Regions from separate parts of the Danio rerio genome. Here region 2 is linked to region 1. The links are chromatin contacts, called in public Micro-C maps. All regions are on one chromosome and are shown on one strand. The core of a region is the stretch at or near the end of the contact, and the rest is flanking DNA. Distances in the headings are between cores, read along the strand shown. Region 1 holds the start of efnb2a (ephrin-B2a). Region 2 overlaps LOC141376140 (a long non-coding RNA gene).

Region 1 (4,075 bases), core at 1,426-3,925:
TCAAAATGCATGAAAAAAAAAAAAAAACTAGATTCCTGCCAAGTCCCGACGTTCTGCTCTGTTTGTTTTGTCAGGTGTTAAAAATACAGCCGCCAACGCTTAGAATGCTATCAGTGGCATCACCCTTTAGTCACGCTCTGTGAAGAACTATACATCGAACTGCTCTGAAAGAATGGCAGAAATGTGCGCACTGAGTAATTCTGTGGAACGGCGGAGAATGAGGCCTGCATATTTACAGCGACACACAATGGAGAGGCACGCCGTTAGAGGTCATTTCATGGACCATCTGGGTCTCCATTAATGAAGATGTCACAATAGATATCTACAGGCTGGTGACACTTCACAATTAGTGTCTATGTTGCATTTACAAATCAAGTGAATTATAATTCTTTGTAAACTAATTACATAGCATTACACAGTACTTAGTCTACTATATAATTACCCAGAGACATAAATGCTAATGTAAAGTGTAACGAACTTGGCATACTTAACTAATATATATATATATATATATATATATATATATATATATATATATATATATATATATATATATAGGGAATAATCTAAATTACTTCCACACTTTTTATTGATGTATTTTCTTAACAGCTCAAACTGGATAAGACATTTTGTTTAACGGTTTTTCAATAGTGTGCAAAGTAATAATAATCTTTAAAAAAAAATTGTTGTTATGCTACAAAAAGGTATAGTACTCTAGAAAAGTTGTTTTTAAATATGTGATAAACTGTACATATATTAAAACTCAGTAATAAATAAATGTAAATAATGTCTAAGACTTTTTTATGACTTTTAATCAGTCATCCACATTGATCAAAGTGGCATATTGAAAGATGATTAAAACATTAGTAGTTTTAATTATTAAAGTTCACTAGACTACATTAAAAAACCTAAAAGAATAATTGTAGAGCAATGAAAAAGTAGGTTAAGTGGAGTGGGCCGGTGGTCACGAGCACATTCAGCAAAACTGAATCTAACACGTCATCCATTTATTTATTTATTTATTTAATTTCTGGCCTTCACGACTAAATTTCCAACAAATTCAGTGAGAACAACGCATATTTCTAAAGTAAAATTTTAAAAATAATATGCAAGGTAGAATAATTTAGACCTAGGCAATTGTTGCAATTGGCTATTTTTATTATTAGCTGTTTTTATTTATTTATTTTATTAAGTTCAATCAATTATTCAACAAATAAATACATAATCTAGCAAATCTTAACTGAAGAGACTTGAGTTCCTCTAACATAAGCAACTGCAGCGCATTCTGTGAAGAGCAAAGCCTTTTAGATCAATTACACTCTTATTAATTAACGTGCTTAAGGACGCTCGCGACGGCGCCGAAGGACCACAGAAGCCGCTCCACTACCTGTACGTAAAAAGACTGCGATTATCAGCACAGGACACCTGTTATGCGGACTATCTGCACCCTTGCCCCGTACGTGCAGGGGTAAAAGAAAGGTTTCTTTCTCTGTATGAAAAAAACGGGCCGAGAGCGAAAGTTGAATTATTAAACGAGCACAGATAGAGTTTCTGCAAGAAGCGCTCCAGACTCCCGCGCGGGCACGAGACCCCTTCGGATTTCAGCGTTACTTGATGTTTCCATGTTTTAATGCATGATTCAGCGCCGATGTGCTTCGCTTGTGCTCATCTTTACATTTTCACTACTGACTTTACAGTCACTGGGGAAACAGAGACGCCTTTTGGATGCGACTGCTTTTAATGTTTAGGGAAAAAATGTTGTTTAGGAGATTAATCAAAATTTAAAGGGAAATGTATGCTACACACGATTACTCTAATACCTAGGATTGTTAATCACGCCTGAAAACTAGAATAAACAGGAGGCATATTAAACAGACAGCGAAGCTAAATAAAAATCTTACATATCTAAAACCTGTTCCAGTGTCTGATATTCTGCCTCAGGGGTGTGATTGGCGAGTCACACAAACACTTCTGAGGTAAGTTAACGAAAAGGACTTTGGGCCTAACCTTACGCCGCCCAAATAAATATGACTGTTGGACATTCAACCAACATTTGTACAATTAGCGTTTCATATTTGCCTATATAACCATGAAAGTCAATTTTAATAAATGCCTTCAATTGTTTTGTCGCCATTATTCCGTGTCATGATCATGAAACAACTGCACCAACAAACCCTCTCGAGTTGTCTGGAGGTCCTGTGCGGCCATTCAAAACTATTATTATTAACATCACTATTACATATTTCTGCCTTAAATTTAATAGTTAGTACGAGAACCTATTGATAACTGCGAAAGGAGGCTTGATTATTAATCATAAACTCCTGAACATCTGTGACTGGAAACAACGCGTCACTCGCCTCCATCCACATCAACTGCTAACGCTAATCATTTTTATTTACAGTAATGCTAAATGAACGAGTTGTCGCCATACAAACTCATTTATCCTGCTTGAGTGTACACTATTTCACCGACATCGCCCTCTTTCAGAGTCTAAATGTCGCTCTAAAGCAGTGGGAGAGGGTTAGATGTGACTGACGGAGCTTTGCCGCCTCGCGCACTTACTTGGTGTTCGTGGTGTTCCAGTATATGGAGTCCAGGATGAGCGCGCGGGACAGGTTCACCTTGCACGCGATCACTAAAACTCCAAAGTAATATCTCCACAAAGAGTCGCCCATGGTCCGTCACGACCGTTACGGTCAAATTCCGTTTCGCGGGAATTTCTAATTTGAAAAAAAAAAGGTCTTGTGGAGTGCTGGCTGTGACAATCCAAACTCAATATCCCCGTTCCTGGAGAGAAAGTATAAAAAATGCTGAATAGGAGCCCGGTTAGAAATGAACCATCCAGGTGGGAAGAGCTACTCCTCTATTAGTCCTGCTCGAGATGAGAGAGAGCAGCACCGCGGACAGCATGCAGTTTCTCATTCGGTAAAATAGCCTGTACGACAGACTGAGTGAAGCCCTCTCCGTTCAACCGGCCGTGGGCAGCACGTACATTCCTCACAGGAAGGCGACCCTTGTCGTCGCCGCCGTGGTACTTGATGTCCGTGGAGACATGAAGTTAATCCCTCGGTGTGGATAACAAGCCAAGCAGGTACCAATTCCAAATGCGAGGTATTCCGAATAGGCAAACGAGGGGGTACAGGACACACCGGAGTTTCCAAAATGAATGGAAAAAGATGAACAAGAATGAAACAACTGTAGCCTATTGGAATGGAGCGAAATAATAAGAATGGCTAATGGTTGAAAATAAAAATAAAATAAAAATGAAGCGATGAAGTCAAATGAAAGTTCTCATTGGTCGCCGTGGAACCCGCACAGTAGCAGAGAACAGCTGCGGCTCGAACCCTGCAGGTCCGGATTGAAATGCTGTGCGCGTGAATTGCGGGACTGCTCCGTTCTCTGCGCGAGTCTGTACTGCAAGTAGCTGCGAGCGTCTACCACGCGGAATATTTGTCAGAGCGAGTTTTTCGCTCGCTCCTCCCACCTGCTCTCTCATTGGATAGGTTTGGTCGAGGAGAGAAACCTGTCAATCAAGCGGTCGCACGGCGACTGGTCGAGCAATGAGAGAATATATCGGACTTCAGGTCGCCAACCCAGTTTTCAGTTCCCGGGGATTAATGACATTTAAGCATTTCAAAGAGAACTCGTGGTAGAATATGTGTTTCAGAAACACCAATAACTACTAGGTACTAGAGAGTACACAATATTGCCTACTACCTACATTCATTGTGCATTAGATTTGTAATCAATTTGTTTTCTTTATTTTATCATACTTTATTAAAAAATAATTATTTGGTTATATGTGTTACTATGCATATGCAAAGGTAGATTCCATATCCCGCCTGGCCAATAATCCTAAAATAAAGGCATTTATTTAGGTTGAGGTCGACAGAAAGCGCCTGCTGAAGGCGTGAGGGATTCATTCAGCAGTCAACAGCGCCCACTAGCGGTCATGAACAACCAAACTCATGCTTTCAAGTAAGTACATTTGACTTTTCAACTTATTTAAACGCTTTATAGATATAAATAGATAAAATAATAATTACAGCAATTTAAAACCACATTTGTATTGTTC
Region 2 (4,105 bases), core at 1,054-3,553, 980 kb before region 1:
ATCTCTCCTAAATAACTGACCGACTTTTAGGGGGGTTCAAAAAGAGGCCACGTTAATGCTGACAATGTCGGTTCGCTACAACAGCTTAGTTTCCTCGTCCTGCTTTTATTTTTCCCTCGGCAAGTCGTGCCTGTGCCCTGCTGTTGAACCTGCACATCTCTGACCGATGGGCATTTCTGTCGCTTTAAAACAGCAGTGGCTGATGAGGGCAAATGCCAGCAGCTTAACCTTGGCAGAGCCCATGCCAACTCTATAATATCCACACAAAACTTTAGCAGAATTACTTTTTTATTGCTGAAAAGAAAAGAGATGAAAAAAAAAAGAAGCATTATACACATGTATTTCATATGCATTACATATCATTTACATTAAATAAAATTAAAAACTGGAGAAATTAAATAAGCAAAACACAGAAACCAAACAGATCTTTTTTTTACTGACCAGACCAAATTAAACATATACAAGCAATTTTATATACAGTAAATCATATTAAATGCCAGTAAAAAACAGAATGTGTGAAACTTCCGATTACAAATAAAAAAGTCAACTTACTGTATATTCCTCTGAATATATATAACTCCTAAATATATTTAGAAAGTAACGACATATTATTGTAAATTATTTAAAATTCCATAACCTCCTATTTCATTTATAATTTTATACATAGTATTTAAATAGACCATGAAACAGACTATAGACTAGATATAACGTTTCTATTTTAACTGCGTTTATTTTACACTAGAAAAAAAAAAAATGATTGATTGGATTTACTTTTCTTTTTTAAGTTAAGTGGTTGCAAATAATTTAAACTAGCTGAATTTAAACAAACAATTTAAGTTGAACATTACTAAATTTAATTTGTTTAAATTCAGCCCATGTGAATTGTTTGAAACCACTTACCCCCCAAAAAATAGTAAATACCACACCTTAAAAAATGTAAGGTTCCACACAATTAATTAATGTTGTCCCAACACAAATCGATTAAGTACTTTTAACATATTTATGTGGATTGAAAAAAATAATAATAATAATAAGTTGTCCCAATGAAATCTCAAAAATTGGGTTGTTTCACATAATTTTAATTCAAAAATATATTTTTTGAGTGTATAAATCTTTTTTTTTTTATTGTAGCTGCCTTTCCTTAACAACATTTTCATAAGTACAGTGACTGAAACTAAATCCATTTGTCAATTCAAATAATATAGAAATTATACTAACATACACTACAAACATAGTAATACATTTAAAAAATTCTAAAACTTTCAAATGAAATTTTTAAAATATTTAACAAATTATGTTTAACAGAGCAAAAAAAAAAAAAAAAAATCACAGTATGTCTGATAATATTTTTTTTTTTCTGGAGAAAGTCTTATTTGTTTTATTTTGACTAGAAAAAAAAAAAAAAAACTGTTTTTAACTTTTAAAAAAAACATTTTAGGGACAAAATTATTAGCCCCTTTAATCTAATTTCTTTTTCGACAGTCTACAAAACAAACCATCATTATACAATAACTGCCTAATTGCACTATCTTGCCCAGTGAACCTAATTAATCTAGTTAAGTATTTAAAAGTCACTTAAGGCTGTATAAAAAGTCACGTCTTGAAAAATATCTAGTAAAATATTATTTACTGTCATCATGATATAATAAATCAGTTATTAGAAATGAGTTATTAAAACTATTATGTTTAGAAATGTGCTGAAAAAAATCTTCCCTCCGTTAAACAGAAATTGGAAAAAAAAAACAAAAAAAAAAAACAGGGGGCTAATATTTCAGGGGGGGGCTAATAATTCTGACTTCAACTGTACATCTAACTAAATGCAACAAATATTTGTGTGATAAATATTTTTACTAAATCCATTATACTGTATGCCAATTATAAATTGCTATAAAATAAAGTTCATTATATTTCAAAAAAACAAAAAAAATAGCATTCATTATCCTGTAAAATGATGTTGACATGACCTCCAAACAGAAAAATGCTGATATTTCAGATTTGTATTGTTTTATTTAAATAATATCACATGGCGTGACTTTTTTATGCTCTTGCTCTCGATTTTTGAAATATTGAAAAAGAAGATGATGCGGGTTACAGAGCTCGTCATGGACATTTAATCAGGACTACATACTCTGACATGAAGGTTGATTGCTGTGCAAGCGGAGGGCAGTATTGTGTACGTGTGTGTGTGTGTGTGTGTGTGTGTGTGTAAGCAGCATGGTAATAATCTCATAGCTGCATCATCTGCCAGGGCCTTTTAGATCCATTTCCCTTCGGCCTGGAATAGCAACAGGGCAACAGCTGGTGTAGATGAACACAGGCGGGGAGTGGGGGTGTTCCAGTTTTTTTTTCTTCTTTTCTTTTCCTACCCCTTCGAATTAATCCTGACATTCTGACCCTTGCCGAAATTCTTGGTCCCATGTTGTGGTCTGCGGCTGGGATTGAGACGCATGAAATTACAACAAGAAAGCGGGATAATGCGGCCCGTGCCAATCAGCTTCTACCCCCAAAAACACGCGGTCAATCTGGATTGTCCCAAACTCTTCTGACAGGAGGAGAAGTTCAAAGTTCATTACCGTACAAAATGTGTGCCTTTTTGGTAATAAAGTAAAGGCGCAATCAAGGGATTGCAAATAGGTTTAAAATGACTGTGGTAAAGATGCTCAATAAGACAAAGTGAAGTTTCGTGCAGAAATACAACCACAGAAAACTGAAAATAGTTTATTTATTTTTTATTTTTTTTTATGTCTCAACCTATAGATTTTTATTTGAAATTTTAAATAGAGAATTCAGACTATACGCTGGAATTTTCAGGTTTGATAAAACTTTTGCTGCATTGTTTTACCAAGCTGATTATTATTACACTGTAAAACCTACCCAAAAGTTACCTTTATTGAATGAAATGAGTGTACTGTAGTTAACTTAAAATTTACTGAAAGTTAATTCAACTCATTTGAAAAGAGTTTTGAACTCAGTGTTGAAGGTAATGACTTAAGAGTTAAATACCTCCTTACTTCAACATACAGTAAATGGAGTAAGTTCACAGTACTCATATACATTTTGCATTTATTTTTTATTTTTTTCAATCAAATGGTTTTAGCAATCGGTTTCCTCAAATGGTTTTCCTCACTTTTTGGGTTTTACAGTACTCAGTTGGTTTGAGTATTCTTCATTCGGCTTTACTGTGTTCAAATTGCTTCATTTACTCAAATGGATTAAGTTCACAGTACTCATTAGGATTAGTTTTTGAACTTAAATGGTTTATTGCAATTGGTTTCCCTCAAATGGTTTGAGTTACTTTAACTTTTTGGGTTTTACAGTGTAAAGTTAAACATCTAAATAAAATGTTTGTTAATCAATTAATTATTGAAATATTAAAAAACACATTTCAGCCAAAGTGAGCAAAAATGTGTTTTTTTTTTTCAAGTTTTAAGAATATGTAAAGAGACATGTTAAAATGCAATGCAAATAACACAATTTAAAGCATTTATGTAAAAATATATGTTAAAAACTACAATTGAAATTAGACTTTTTTTCACATATTTCTCAAATGATGTTTAACACAGCAAGGAAATTTTCAAAAGTATGTCTGATAATATTTTTTTCTTTTGAAGAAAGTCTTATTTGTTTTATTTCAGCTAAAATAAAAGCAGTTTTAATTTAATTTTATTTTTTAGGGTAAATTTTTATAGCAGCTTTTATATTTTTTAGATTTTTCTACAGAGCAAACCATCATTATACAATAACTCACCTAATTAACCTAACATGCCTAGTAAGCCTAATTAACCTGGTTAGGCCTTTAAATGTCACTTTAAGCTGTATAGAAGTGTCTTAAAAATATCAAGTAAAATATTATTTACTGTCATAATGGCATAGATAAAAGAAATCAGTTATTAAAAATTAGTTATAAAAACTATTTAGAACTGTTTAGAAATGTGCTGAAAAAAATCTTCACTCTATTAAACAGAAATTGAGGAAAAAATAAGCAGGGGGGGGAATAATTCACTGGGGGCTAATAAATCTGACTTCATTTTATATACATCCATTTTATGTTAAATCCAGCTAAAGTCTTTAATACTGTATTTAAAATAGCATTTGTGGGAGAAAA

What was found. A called contact is a pair of places that touch in the nucleus more often than the background predicts.
Region 2: a Micro-C map of caudal fin shows a contact between it and region 1, with 16 times the contacts expected there. The contact joins the enhancer-like site here to the promoter of efnb2a in region 1. A contact is called at or near these places in 2 of 18 Hi-C or Micro-C datasets (caudal fin and an unstated tissue) and 2 of 4 datasets of contacts at active chromatin or transcription factors (caudal fin and embryo).

Annotation. Positions count from the first base shown.
Region 1 is chr9:27,730,140-27,734,214 of GRCz12tu, reverse strand. It overlaps efnb2a (ephrin-B2a), which reads right to left and starts at 2,675. Exons shown (of 5, transcript NM_131023.1): 1 at 2,563-2,675. The coding sequence starts at 2,675.
Region 2 is chr9:28,708,574-28,712,678 of GRCz12tu, reverse strand. The region is part of intron 2 of LOC141376140 (a long non-coding RNA gene); the gene reads left to right. It also overlaps a transcript of LOC141376138 not described here. Among named protein-coding and RNA genes, the nearest start is that of gtpbp8, 290 kb to the left of the region's middle. Within about 2 kb of position 2,303, at least 10 of the 62 cell types and tissues checked have an H3K27ac peak or open chromatin away from gene starts, as enhancers often do.